Linked DNA regions of Arachis hypogaea: region 2 is linked to region 1. The links are chromatin contacts, called in public Hi-C maps. All regions are on one chromosome and are shown on one strand. Each heading gives the region's core, a stretch centred on a gene start, on an enhancer-like site or on the middle of the called end of the contact. The rest is flanking DNA. Distances are from core to core; before and after follow the strand shown. Region 1 holds the start of LOC112779436 (protein SIEVE ELEMENT OCCLUSION B). Region 2 has its middle 14 kb from the start of LOC140182344.

The links. A called contact is a pair of places that touch in the nucleus more often than the background predicts.
Region 2: a Hi-C map of leaf shows a contact between it and region 1, with 4 times the contacts expected there. The contact joins the enhancer-like site here to the promoter of LOC112779436 in region 1. A contact is called at or near these places in 2 of 8 Hi-C or Micro-C datasets (both in leaf).

What each region holds. Positions count from the first base shown.
Region 1 is chr19:126,907,470-126,914,860 of arahy.Tifrunner.gnm2.J5K5, reverse strand. LOC112779436 (protein SIEVE ELEMENT OCCLUSION B) reads left to right here and starts at 4,278. Exons shown (of 7, transcript XM_025823702.2): 1 at 4,278-5,156; 2 at 5,290-5,382; 3 at 5,633-6,078; 4 at 6,157-6,251. The coding sequence starts at 4,932. LOC112778714 (protein SIEVE ELEMENT OCCLUSION B) reads left to right here. Exons shown (of 8, transcript XM_072228044.1): 4 at 138-232; 5 at 613-743; 6 at 1,113-1,571; 7 at 1,981-2,417; 8 at 3,174-3,635. The coding sequence ends at 3,246.
Region 2 is chr19:127,365,787-127,373,177 of arahy.Tifrunner.gnm2.J5K5, reverse strand. No RefSeq gene overlaps it. Among protein-coding and RNA genes, the nearest start is that of LOC140182344, 14 kb to the right of the region's middle. Within about 2 kb of position 3,952, at least 2 of the 3 cell types and tissues checked have open chromatin away from gene starts, as enhancers often do.

The DNA.
Region 1 (7,391 bases), core at 3,029-5,528:
TATAAAATTAATAATAGATAATAAATTATAAATAAACTAATTTGCATATAATATATTTTTGCCAGACTATCTACATTTTAATTTAGGAAGATTTGGTGTGGCCTTTGCTTGGTCAGGTTATAATTGTTCGATTTCAGGGAGAAGAAGCAGGAACTGTATCAATATGGACAAAAATTAAACTTCATACTTGGGAGACTTGGGAAGCAGATCACGCTCTGTAGGCATGAGATTGGTCAGTAGTGAAATTGTGCCAAGCTTTATCTTTTTTGTCATTTTCTCTTTCTTTAGAAAATGTTTTTGAATAATAATAAAGTGTTTGCTATGATGTCTAAAAAATATTGTCTAATTAATAAAATAAGTAAAATAATTAATTTTAAATTTAAAAATATAAAAGTTAAAAAATTTTAAATATTTTAAAGTTATTATAAAAAATAATTTAGATAAAAGTTAGACACTAAACAAAACACACTATAAAATTAGTCTAATAATAAAGATATTTTTTAGTCCAAGTACATATAAAATAGGAGAAACTGTTGCATTTAAAGCTTAAATTGCAGGGACAAAAGTACATCAAGCAAACTAAATAAGTTCTCTATTATGATTTATTTTCAGAGGAAGCAGAGTATTGTCGTAAGCTTAGGAAACTTTTCCAAACTCCAACGGAGATAATGGAGGTGTTTAAGGTCCTCGTTTTCTCAAAGGATGCACCACAGCCATTGTTCGATTGTGCTACTAAAACAACGGTTTGTATATACCTTTTCTTACTAAAATAAGCGTAGTGATAAAAGCACAAATAAACGTATATTAGTTGATATCGTCATAAAAAAATTAATTAAAACAAGAATATTAGCTTTTACAGAAATGATAATTAAAATAAATTTTTTAATTTTTTTCATTTTTTATCAATTACTAATTTTATTATCAAAAGTAAAAAATACACAAACAAAATATACACACAGTGATACATATAATACTTTTCTAATTTTTACTAGGGCTTTTTTTATACGAAAATATATATTAAAGTTGGGCTCAAGCCCAGCCCATTAACGAGAGAACAGTTTGCAAGTCGATGATTTTCTTTTTTTGTTTTTGTTTTTCACTTCCCATGATAGATTGACATTGAAGTGTTAAAAAGGAAGCATGTATACCTTTTCATTTCAACTCTAGACATCACAGAGGAAGAGATTTCAGTACTCAGAGCAGTTCATGAATCCATCAAGACAGATGAACAATATAAGATTGTTTGGGTTCCAATAGTTGAAGAATGGACCGAGAATCTTCGAAAGAAATTCGAGGTTCTGAAGGCTAAGATGCAATGGTATGTGGTTCAACACTTGGGAAGCATAGCAGGCTACAAGTACATCAAGGAGGAATGGCACTTCAAGAAGAGTCCCATGGTTGTGGTTTTGAACCCTCAAGGCAAGGTTCAGCATACAAATGCATTCCATTTGATTCAGGCTTATGGAATGAAGGCCTTTCCCTTTACCTCTGTGGAAGAGGAGAGAATTCACAATGAAATTCATTGGGTTGGTCCTGTGGTTGGTGATATTCACTCCAACATTGACACTTGGGTAAGCATATATTTATATATTGGTCACAATAATAGCATTGATAATTTTTATAGTATAAATATCAACAACCTACTATATTATCCTTCCTAAGTTTATTTTTCAACGTTTTTTCCCAAGTAAGAAGTGTTTTATTTTTTGTCAGTTAAACAAATCTTAATTCTCTTTTTAATATATTTTATTTCAGTGACTTAGATACTTTCTATATTCCTTATTTTTCTGGGAGTGCATTACTGCATTAGCATTCGCCTCTTTCTAGTTTAAAGATAATATATAAAAAGAAACAAAAAGAGAATAATATAGGAGTCACTACCTTAGGAGTTAGGACTAATTTTCTGTTTTCTCTAAGATTTGCCATGAAATCAATATTGGTAATAATGTATTGCTAATCACTCTGTGAATGAATCAACAGATAAGAGAGCAGAAATACATATTCTTCTATGGAGGCAAAGACAAAGAATGGATCCAACAATTCAGCAAGACTGCTGCAGCGCTTGCAAATGATCCTGTCATAAAGGACTTAAGAATTTCCATAGAACTCTTCTGTGTGGAAAAGGAAGACAAGAACCTGTTCAGCCGCTTCTGGAACCGTATAGAGAGCTTGTTTGTGACGAAGGCTCATAAGGCAGTTGATAGTGCGAAACAAGAAGTGCAGAGAATGCTGTGTTACAAGTACGAGAGCGGATGGGCCCTGCTCAGCAAAGGGTCGTCGGTGGTGGCGAGCGGCCACGGAAGCACAATCCTGAAGACTGTGACGGAGTTTGAGAAGTGGAAAGAGGTTGTGAGGAAGAAGGGGTTTGAGACTTCATTCAGAGAGTATCATGAGAGGATTGTGCGCTCCACTCACAGGTGCGCACAGTTTGAGATTCAAAACATTGCTGGCAAGTTACCTGAGGCCATAAAATGCCCTGATTGTCCCAGGATTATGGACATTTTCATAACTTATAAGTGCTGCCACAATGACAATAATAATGTTGTTATCAGTAGTAATGATGCACATTAGAAACTTTCATTTTGTTAATTATGAGATGCAACTCTGAGGGAAATTGTTCCTAGTGTGTCCATTAAAATAAGAGCAATTGTGTGTTTTTTCATGTATTCTGTACGTTGCTGCTTATCTTGAGTGTTGGAACTGAATTGAATTAAGGTTGATCTTTATCTTACTACACTAAAGTTGCAAATATCTTTATACTATATCTTAATAGGTACTTATTTGCTGTTAATTCAGCCTTTTGTTTAATAAATGTGTATTAGAATTTATATTTTAAGTCTTGAAAATAATAAATTTGTTTTTATGAATAAAAGTTTTTATGATAAATTCTTTTCAATACACATTATATATTACATAGGAAGTATTTCAAGCGTATGATAATTTTAAATATTCTAGTATTTTTAGTCATTAATCTCAATCATAATACCTAAAACTGTAGAATACTTGAAAACGTTTTCTATTACATAAAGTAGATATTACCTTGTTTTTTTCATATTATTAATTATACTGTTATGAGATGTGTGTCTACAAATCAAGATCCTAATCAGAAACAGTACTTCATTTACTTTTGTGTCATAGCTTTTTTTTAATTTCATAAAATTATTGTGTTTCAGAAAGAAAAGATTGCTTGGTCTCGCCTCCGCTGCTGGAACCAGCTTAAGGAGGCTCTGGAAAAAGGATTCATAAATAATGAACCCATGAAGAGTCACAAGACAGTAACTAATAAAATTTCCTTTGCACATGCATGAAGATTCCACCAACTTTTGTTTATTTATTTACGGTGGTAGTGGAGCAAGTGTAAATATATATTTATTATGTGGAGGTCTTAGATGCAACATAAGCTAGAAGGTACAAGCTAGGCACATAAAGCCAAGGACATAAGCTAGGACTACTCCACAAGACATTGTAATTTGTAAACCAGGGGATGGAAGTAGGTAACTTCACCGATTTATATAGTCTATAAATAGGCGTTGTGATTTGTGACATTGTTTATTAATGTGTCAAGTATAGATTTGTGACTTCATATATACGTAGTAATTAAGAGTAAATATATAGTGTAAGAGATTATAATCTGTCCACTTATTAGTTAAGTATTTTCCGTTTTCTGATGCATGCAACTTATATTATCATTCAGATCTTTCCAAGAGTATTATTCCATTCCTCTGCTACCTAATACATTGGCGTTAATGATTTCATCAAAAAGTAAGGCTGCTAGAGCCTTCATTCAAAATCCTCGTTCTTGAATCTTCAGCATAGTACCATTTAAAATGGTCTAAAATTTTCAAACACACGAGTAATGACACAAGAACATACGTTAAGAGACCACAAAAGACAAGAAAAAGGAAACTAAGCCAAACACATAAACTAGCAATGACAGCCTATATAATCACTGATAATCATAATTTCCTAAAAATTTCATCGCAACCCACTTGAAACCTACCCCCAACAAATTCCTGGTTTATGCCCCTCAGAAAATAGGAAAACAATATATAAATAAAATAAGATAATTGCAATTTGCAAAGCCTATGTTTTTTACTAATGCTTGGTCATCAATGACTTCAGAATTCCATTAAACTTCTTGTTATACGTTTCTTATGTGCTTCGTATTGGGGCAGTTTCATACATTTATTTATTTTTATTGAATGTTATTGTTGTTGAGATCAAGTCTCAGAGTTGAAGTTTACCATAAATATATAATATTAACAACATTTAAACTCATTATCTGAAAATATTAAGAATCTACACTTCTAGTTATAAAGAAGAGAATTAGCTAGAATTAATTCAAATGTAAAACAAAAATAGAAAAAAAGTATTGGCTATCTAAAATTTTGCATGCATCAATATTCAATGGTCGAAACTCAGGTGCAGTCGACTTTACGTGAAGTTGATAGTTGAGAACCGTTAAATGAAAATTTAGTCAAATTAATAAAATCATTTAACCGCTCTCAGTTACCAATTTTACGTAAAATCGATTGCACATGAGTTTCCGGCATATTCAATACACAATTGAATGTCTGTGAATTTTTTTTATGAAAATTGAATTATACTTATTATTGTAAATATTTACTTAAGTAATTGATTGAAGATTTTTCTCCTAAGTTGATCCACAGAATTTCTTTTCCAAAGGCCAAAAGTAAAGTTTTTAACAAATGACTTTGAATTAAAGATAAAGAAAAAAAATCAATCAAGAATGTTTGAATGAATTAATCATATCATTTTACTAATTAATAAATGAAATAAAAATATATTTCTAAAACTTTGTTACCTTGCTCAAGCATATCTTTCATGCTATAAATAAGCTAATAAGGGAGTACAATCATCAAGTATAAGCAGGGTGCAGCAAGAAATCAATCAAGCTAAGGAGGACCATAATGGCTCATCATCATCATAAGCTGTCACTGAAGTCTCTACTCCATCATCACAATCACAAAGAGGAGAAGGAGCATAATCCATTAGCCATGTCGGACGAGCACATCTTGGAATTAATCTACTCAACTCATGTTCATAGTGACACTAAGTTTGAGGTCGATCCTCTCTTCACTCTTGTCCACAATACCCTTATCCGTTCAACCTCCATTTTGGACGACCTTGTGCAGGTTCATTATATTTTCTTCTTTCTAATTAGATTTCATTATCTATTTCCCAATGTTTCCGTTTATTTTATGCTACGTTCTTTGATTGTCCTATATATAATATATGTATATCCACTTGTGATAAATCCTCTGGCAGGGTTCCAAATCAAGCATGGAGGAGATTGATGAAAAGATTCTCCAACCCAATTTCAATTCACCTTATTGCACACTCAAGCAAATTTCATTTGAGGTAATAATTCACTTTTTTTTTTCTTTAATTGGATGTTGAATCAACTAAGTCACTTACTCTTATTTATATTTATATATATCATAAAACTATTTTTCTACAAAATTTATAGTTATATCTATAATATTTTATTTCACACAAGATCTCTTTTGAATTAACATAAATTTTTTGGATATATTTTCTTTTTTTAAACTTGCAAAAGCAATTACATGAATAGTTATATGTCTCTAGTAATATTATTATGACGTGGCAGATGTGTTGCAAGGCTGCCGGTGAGGAAACTGCTCACGAAACTGCAGTGGCCATTCTCCATAAGCTCTCACACTACGAATGGGATGCGAAAGCAGTGCTCACACTTGCTGCTTTGGCAGTTGAATATGGTGATTTCTGGCTGCTATCTCAGCATCTACAAACAGATGTTTTGGCGAAATCAGTGGCAGTGATGAAGAGAGTTCCACTGCTCATACGGCCTGCGAATTTGCAGAAGCACCGTGAAGCCATCACTGAGGTCAACAATCTGGTGAAAGCGACATTGCAAGTGATTGAGTTGATAGTTGAGTTGGAGAAGCTCTCTTCTTATGACACTAAAGATGTGCCTGCTTTGCTTCCTGCTAGGGAGCATATCCCAATTGATGTGTATTGGTGTATCATCACTCTTGTTACTATTGTCACTCAGATTGAATGTCTCACAACTGATTCGTAAGTTAAATTCTTCCACTAATTACTGGTTACACATATTTTGTCATCAACAGCAACAAAATTGTTGGTTGATTTCAGGGAGGAGAAACAGGAATTATACCATTACGGTCAAAAGATCAACGTGGTACTCAGCAAACTGAGGAAGCACATCGCGCTCTGCAGACACCAAATTGGTCAGTAGTAACAGAATACTACTAGACTAGTCACTAGTTAATAATGATCCTAGTACATACTCTATATATATGGATGTGTTACAAACGGAGAGTTATTATTATTCATCGAAACCGGTGAAATGCAATAATAAGTAATAAAGTTACTATTAAATTTTAGTGAAGAACTCATGGACACACTTTAATTCCTCCTTAGCTAACATGATTTTTTCACTACTATTTAATAAATGATCGAATAGGACGTGTTAATTCTCGAGTTTGATCGACACAAAAATGCTAGGTATTATTATTTTGAGAAATGAATTTTTTTTTTGTCTAAATCACATTCTCCTTTTTTCTATTTAAAAAATATATATATAGTGTCTTTTTTTCTAAGAATTAAATACATACATTCTTATCTATTTGATTAAAATATTTTTTAATAATTATTTTTATATATAAATTAGTGATAATTATTTGATTATTTCAAAAAATATATAAAATATATACTTATTATTATTATTATTATTATAGTTTTTATTTATTTATTTTTATATATTTTATGATTAATAAAAAATTTTAAAAATAATTAAAATTTACTACATTAATAGGAATATATATATTTTATATTATTATTAATATTATTATAGTAGTAAAAATATAAAATAAAAAACATTTATTATTATAATATATTTATTTATTTTTAATTTTTATCATTAATCATGAAATATATAAAAATTTTAGACTAAATATTTTATATTACGTAGTAATAATAATAATAATAATAATAATAATAATATATTTATTATTAAAATAATAAGTTTTATTTATTTTTAATTATTTATCATTAATCATAAAATATATAAAAAATTTAAATTAAATATATATTAATAATTATTAAAAAATATTTAATCAAATGGATTAAATTAAAGTGTATGTTATTTAATTATTGCAGAAAAATATATATTTTAAAAATGGAAAAAAAGAGAATGTCATTTAAACAGCAGGAGAAGAGAGTATCTTTTCTCTTAAACTTTGACTACTTGTGTACCAAGAAGAAAAATATACTTGCATATATATCTTTATATTTTTCTTAATATTTATAATTTGTTTCCCAATAATATAAATTTCTTACTGTATTTCATTTACATATTCTCTTTTTTT
Region 2 (7,391 bases), core at 2,703-5,202, 460 kb before region 1:
GTGGTAATGATACCATCCATGTGATGAAGCCTCTTCAACATGTCTTTAATGCTTGAAAAGGTATCTCTCATATTTGGAAACAATTTGAGAGGAACCTTATATGGAGGTTCGGATCAGGTCAGACCGTGGATTTTTAGAGGTATCAATGGATTCCAGGTGTTCATTGCTTGATGGACTTTGCGCTAACAGAGGTAACAATAGACATGGTAGATAAAAAAGTCTGTGACTATGTTGTGGATAATAATTGGAATTTTGATCGAATTGGTTACAGTTTAGGGGATGATTGGTTCTTAATCTTTGCTTCTATTAGGCCACCAGAAGCGGAGTTGAGTGAGGATTCGATTTCTTGGATTCTAACACCGAATGAGGATTTTTTCATAAAGTAAGCTTGTTCTGCCCTTGTCTCCCCTATGAGTACTGAAAATGCGAGCCTTTTTACTCGAATATGGAAGTTGGAAACCCCTCAAAGGCTTTGCAATTTTTGCTAATTGGTAGCAAATAAGGCACTTCTAACAAATGAGGAGCATGTTCGGAGGAATATAGCTCAGTCTGCTTTGTGCAGTATTTGTGGCAGTAATTGTGAATCTTTGCTCCATGTCTTGTGTGATTGTCTAGTCACTTATAAAACGTGGAAGAGCATTGATGATAGGTTGGGTCAAGATAATTTCTTCACTAAACCTCTCATTCCTTGGTTGATGAAGAACTTGTCTTCCCAACTTTTCTTCAAAGGGGTTCGATGGCCCCTCCTCTTTACTAGTACCTTAAATTTTCTGTGGTTTCGAAGGAACACATTTGTCTTTGATAAGGATAAAGTCCCAGATGAAAGGAAGATTCATGAAATAGCTTGTTATATGGCACAGGATTATTATAGGGCTCATTCTGAATCTATGTGATCTAGGAAAAGGGTGGAAACTTTTGCAGAAAAGCTTATTAAGTGGCAGCCACCTCCTCTTCCTTTAATCAAGCTGAATTCGGATGGCTCCGTTAGTGAGGATGGCAAAGCGGCTTGTGGTGATATCCTTAAAGATGGCAACGGTAAGTTTATTGCTTGTTATAATGCGAATTTGGGTGCTTACACTATGACAGCGGCAGAGTTTTGGGACATACTCTTCAACTTTGATTTAATCATTAGCATATTTGGGACACTCCCATGTTGAGATTGAGGTTGATTCAGCGGTAGCGGTGCGGTTGTGTTCTCAAGACTCGGGAAACTTACATTCGGTAGGAACTCTTGTGTCAGTGATAAAAATTAGGTGCAACAGGAGCTGGAGTCTTCATCATAAATTCAAAGAAGCTAAATCATATGCTGATAAATTGGCATCATTTGATTATAGTTTAAGTTATGGTTGTCATTTTTTTTCTTTATCATCTTGTATTTTCTTTCATTTTTTTACTGATGTTGTAGGAACGGTTCACTCTAAAATAATTTTTGGTTAGTTTTTCCTTTATTTGGGCTTTAACCCCGAAATTAATAAAAAAAAAACTTGTAAATATCTTGTAAGTGTATGCTAAATAAAACACATTATTGTTCTTCAAGACCATCAAATGCTTTAGACCAAGTTGTGCCAATGAGCCTTAACTCACACAGCATTCTGCCTCCTCCCCATCTCAAAGGTCTCGGACTCAACTCCTACCAATGACAATCGAGGAAGAAAAAATGGTAAGTATGTGAGGAGCGTGTGGGTGTATGTGTTGTACCTAGGATTGGGAGTTGTCCAATTCATTTGAGGTACCTAAAATTGGGGGTTGTCCAATCTACCTGACAAAAAAAAAAAGACCAAGTTGTGACTGGTCAAGCCGCCATGCTTGATTTTTATCCAACCTGGCTAGCTCGCTTTTTTTTGTATCATAATGAATATGAAATATGTTTTTCTTTTTGTATGTAAGGAATATGATGGCACGAGAGAGTAGTGTTGGGGTTCGAATCCCACCTTGTGCATGCAGCAATCTATTGGCCAATAACAAATTTTTAAATGGAGCTCAGTACCACAACGAATTAGTCTTTGACCTGTCGGGTTGGGGGATACCGTAGGAACAAAAAAAAAAAAAGATATTCGTGGAAACACATTATTACACATATCGACACAATATTTGTATACTGATGGTGATATATATATTTGTTCGATCAATTATTTTGCCACATCACTATTTTATTTTTCTAGTTTCGACAAGTTATATTAATCTCTCTCCATCGTATATACATCATATATACATGTACGCATCTATCTTGTGAGTTATGATTTCTGAATATCAAAACCCATAACAAAATATTTTTTAATTTATATATTAGTATTTTTTTTCTATTTTTGAAATTGCAAAGACATAACATGTATCCTTGATTAAATATGTAGTTAAAATAAAAGTAATAAATCATTTAGGTAAATTCATATCATATATATTACTCATCGAAGTAATTAATTACTTTTCACACATAATGCAAGAAAAATAAATTTTGGTTAAATAATATATAGCATAACTATAAAAAATAATATTATTTTGACAAAAATAATTTTGTGAATTTTTAAAATGATACTTTTAAATCATATTCCTTGATTCTAAAATAGCTACATTAGAATACAAATATGACGATACTTTCGAGCTATATTTTTTATGCTCAATTCTTAATCCTACATTATTATTGTTTTTACATTATTGTAAGCCCATTAAATGGTCTAGTTCAGCCTAATTAAATTTGGCCCACTTAAATTTGTGAATTATAGGGGTTAACTTGTTTATTTTTTATTTGTTGAAGAGTGTTAGTTTTTAGACTTGGACTGTTTATAGTCAACCTCACGAAATATATGAGATAACCTATTAAATTTTTGTTTAAGAAAAAGTTTCGACAAATTCAATTTTGGGTTCAAATTTTTCTAAAAAAAAGTTAGTTTTGGACAAAAAAAAAAACATTATTATTAGTGCGAGTCAAGTCTTTGGATGGAATCAAGAAAAATATTTAAAAAATACTGTTTTTTTAAATATAAAAAAAGAATTACTCGTTAGATCTAATTTTAGAGTAAAAGTATGTTGTTTAAACCAAATAAATAGGCTGGCATGATGGATTTAGTCTATTTTAATAGTTTTAAATTTTTTATAAAGTTTTGTTTGGTTAAAAAAAATAAATGAAAACAAAAGAAATAAAGAAAAAGGAAAAAAAAAAAAAAGAAGTTGAGTAAATTTTTATGTTTAGATAAAAAAATTAAAAAAATATATAATATTATAAAAAGATAATTTTATTCTATATATATATATATATATATATATATATAGTTAAAAATAACTGAATAATATTAGAATATGATAAAGTGGTATTTTTTTTTTATTTTTCATCTAATATTGGAGGAAAAAAAAATTCAATGAGTGCTATATCTATCTTTTTGAACTTTTTTTTTTTAACTTTTCACTCTAACAAAACAATGAAAAATAAATATAGCTTATTATATGGTATGTAATAATTTTTATATTTTAGTTTAATAAATTAAATAAATTAATATTTAGAAAAATAAAAAAAATAGCCGTCACATATGATAACATCAAATGAGGCTACAGCACATAACAAATTAACAGAAAGAAAATAATATATTAATAACGTTTTGATTTTTTTTTATTAGTTTTTAATGTGTTCTTTAAAGTTTTCTACTAGTGTGAACGTAAAACATGCCTTACGTGCACTTTTTTCTTTCTTTTCATTAATCTATTTAATAAAATATTTAAATAAATAATTAAGTTCAAAGTCAGCCTTATATATAACAATTATTACGATTAAAAGAATATCTTATATAATTATTAAATGAATAAATATCATTAACAATTTATTTATTTCTTAAAATAAAAATACTCCTATTTAACAATTAGTATTTCTACAACCATAATTTGAGATGTATGATACGTGAATACTACTCTTAGTTGTATCTTGCATTCTGTTTATGGTAACGACAAAGGGAAAGAGGTTAAATAACCGTGTCCTATCCGTACTGTATGCGTATGGAACATTTATATATGTGCATCTTTCTATAATTCTACATATGGGGACCTAACCTATTGAATTATGTTGATGGATAGGTACACAAAGTAAAACCGCGTGGACAATGATGTTAATGTTGTTAATTATTGCAACGCAAATTCCAATTTAAAACCAAATGTCATGACTCATGAATACTAAATACGCGGTTTACCAATAAAGACCTTTTACTAAAGGACATGCATTGGTGATTGTGATGGAAGAATTTATTTATTATGTGATTTTAGAGTATATATTAAAATTATAAAATAAAAAAAATTATAAAAAAAATTAAATTTTTAATATATTTATTTATATTTATTAAATAAAATATTTAAAATTTTTTATTAATAATAAATTTATCATATATCTTTAATTAAAACATATATTAACTAAACCTTGATGGAATTGGATTATGCCTATTTGAAGTTTGTGGTCGCTTGAATTTAGACAATAGGCATTCACGAATCATCATCACCTCTTATGCCAATCGCTATCCTTTAATTTATATATTTGAAATTAAGGATGTGATTTTCAGTATATGGGGCGAGTGAATTATACGGTATGTATGGGGCAATTACAAAGCAACTTCCTACTAATGTGACTCATGTTTTGGAATTATATACACTCAAGACTTCTAGAAACCCCCTTCCCACAAAAAAATCTCTTCCGAATAGTTACACTATAACATTAAATTATATTTTAATTTTAGGATAAGTGTTTGTCACTGTATATGAATACGAAGTACTCAATATTTTTTATATTTTGTGATAAAATACGCAAAAAATGCACAATGAATACAAAAATTAATATTTTATCAATTATTATGTATTTATTTATATTTTATATATGTTATTTCATAATTTTTTTAACAAAGTAATTAGTTATTAGAATAATTAAATTTGAGATACTAAAATAATTGAATTTAATTTTTTAAGAAATAAATTACAAAAATATTAAAAGGTTTAATTATTTAATTTTGTATAAAAAGAATTATATTAAAAGTTGTAACCACTGTATACTAATTAAGAGCATTATATAACAAGATTCGTTTCAATAAAAAAGAGAAAATGCTACCTTAGCTTTGAAAAAGGTTGTTATTATTAGTTTTTTTTTGAAAAAGTATAAGAAACAACGAGAATATTAAACAATGTGAATAATAAATATATTAGATGTTTAATTTAATAGGTATGTAGATAATTATATATGTTGATTATTCTTAATTAGATGGTATTCTTGTTTATTCGATTTACTCATGCACAGCTAACAATGACTCACTACAAGGTTCAATTTGATTTGTGACGTTTTTTTTTTTTGTTTATGGGGGTTTGAAACGTCCACCAAAAGGTTAGTGGGAGTTTCCAAACCTCCAATATTTAACGTACCACAAGCTTATTTGTGGCAGTTTGGTAGAACTCCCAGGACATAATTTTATGGCAGTTCTTTATCTGCTTTGTGGAGACTGAGTTGAATTTTTTTGATAATTTTTTTGAAATTTTTGTAGCGATTTAAAATCCCCACAAAACTGAATTTTCAAATTAAAAAAATTACAACAAGCTAAATTGTTACAAACCATTTAAAATTGAAACTAAACTTATCAGAAAGCTATAAATGACGGAAGAAAATTGTCGGTAAAGAATTTCATAAAAATATCGCATTGCAAGTATAGTTCTATACCAACAAATTATACTCGGTCAACGTTTAAATTATTTGTCACTTAAGCAAACCCAATAAAATTAATCGAAGTATTTAAACATTGGGTCGTCTCTCAAAGGAATTGCAGGAAAGTGTAGTTTATTATTGGCTATGAAAAAGTATACTTTTGGGTTTTGTAATAAGAAACAAGAAAATAAAATGGCAAGAAAATAAACTAATAACTAAGAAAGCTCTTAGCAAAGAAAGAGAATTAGAAGTCCTATCCTCATTATCATCGTCAATTGTGATGGTTAATGTAAATTGCTTTCACTTAGTTATCCTCTAACAAATGAAGGAAAGTCAATCGAGTAAAATCGACTTAAGTTCACAAGTTCTAATCAAAGACTAGATTTAGTGAGGCTCAAGCCAACTAGCAACTTTCAATCACCAATTAACAAAAGAATTTTGATAACTCAAGAGTCTCTAATTAATCAATCCAAGTCAAGAACATAAAAATCTATTTTAAAATCCAACCAAGCATTTTATCAAACATTTGGAAGGAACAAAATAAAAGCATAGAAAATTAATAAGAGATGGTAAAATATAAGACTAACACATGCAAGGAATCAATAACCAACAATTAAAGAAAGAAGCAATAAACATGAAATACTTCAAATTGCATTAAAAGGAAATTGAATCTAACAAGAAGAATTCATAAACTAAATTGGGAAAATAAAGAAATCAACAAAAGAAGATAAACTAAGATACTAGAACAATAAAAGGTAGAAGAAAACTAAATTAAAGCAAGATAAAATTCTGAAGCTAAGAAGAAATAAGACTAAAAACCCTAAAACCTAGAGAGAGGAGAGAGCCTCTCTCTCTAGAAACCTACATCTAAAAACTAAAGTGTGAATGAATGAAAATTGAATTGTGAATCGTTGATTCGTCCCACTCTGCAGCCTCTAATCTTCATTTTCGGGCTTGAAATTGGGCCAAAAGCAGCCCAAAAATCGCCACCAACGTTTTCTGTTAATTGCAGCACGTGACGCTCAGCACGCGTACACGACGCTGGACTTTGCACTAGCCACGTGTAGGCGTCAGCCACGCGTGCGCGGCATTTGGTTATGGCTCGGTCACGCGTACGCGGCAGCCATGCATGCGCGTAGATAGCAGCTCCTCAAAACTTTAATTTCTTGTGTTCCTTCCACTTTTGCATGTTTTCTTTTCATCCTCTCAGCCATTCCTGCCCTATAAACCCTGAAAACACTTAATACACGAATCACAGCATCGAATGATAATAAAAGAGGATTAAAAATTAGCGATTTTAAGGCTTAGTAAGCATGTTTTCAATCATAGCACAAAATTAGGAAGAAAACTTAAAAACATGCAATTTGCATGAATAAGTGTAAGAATAGTTGATAAAATCCACTCAATTCAATACAAAATAAACCGTAAAAGAGTGGTTTATCAATCTCCCCACACTTAAACATTAGCATATCCTCATTCTAAGCTCAAGAGAAGCTATAAAGAAGGTGAAGAGGAATGGTAGGATTTATGAAATGCAACATATCTATATAAATGCAACTAAATGCTAAATGCTTCTACCTACTTAGTTAAAAGTAGATCAATCTTCCAAGAACAAATATGAACTGAATTTCACTAATTCAAATCTCAAAATGAAGTACAAGTAAACTTGCAAAAAGAAGGCTCATGAAAGCCGGGAACACGGATTGAGCATCGAACCCTCACTGAAAGTGTA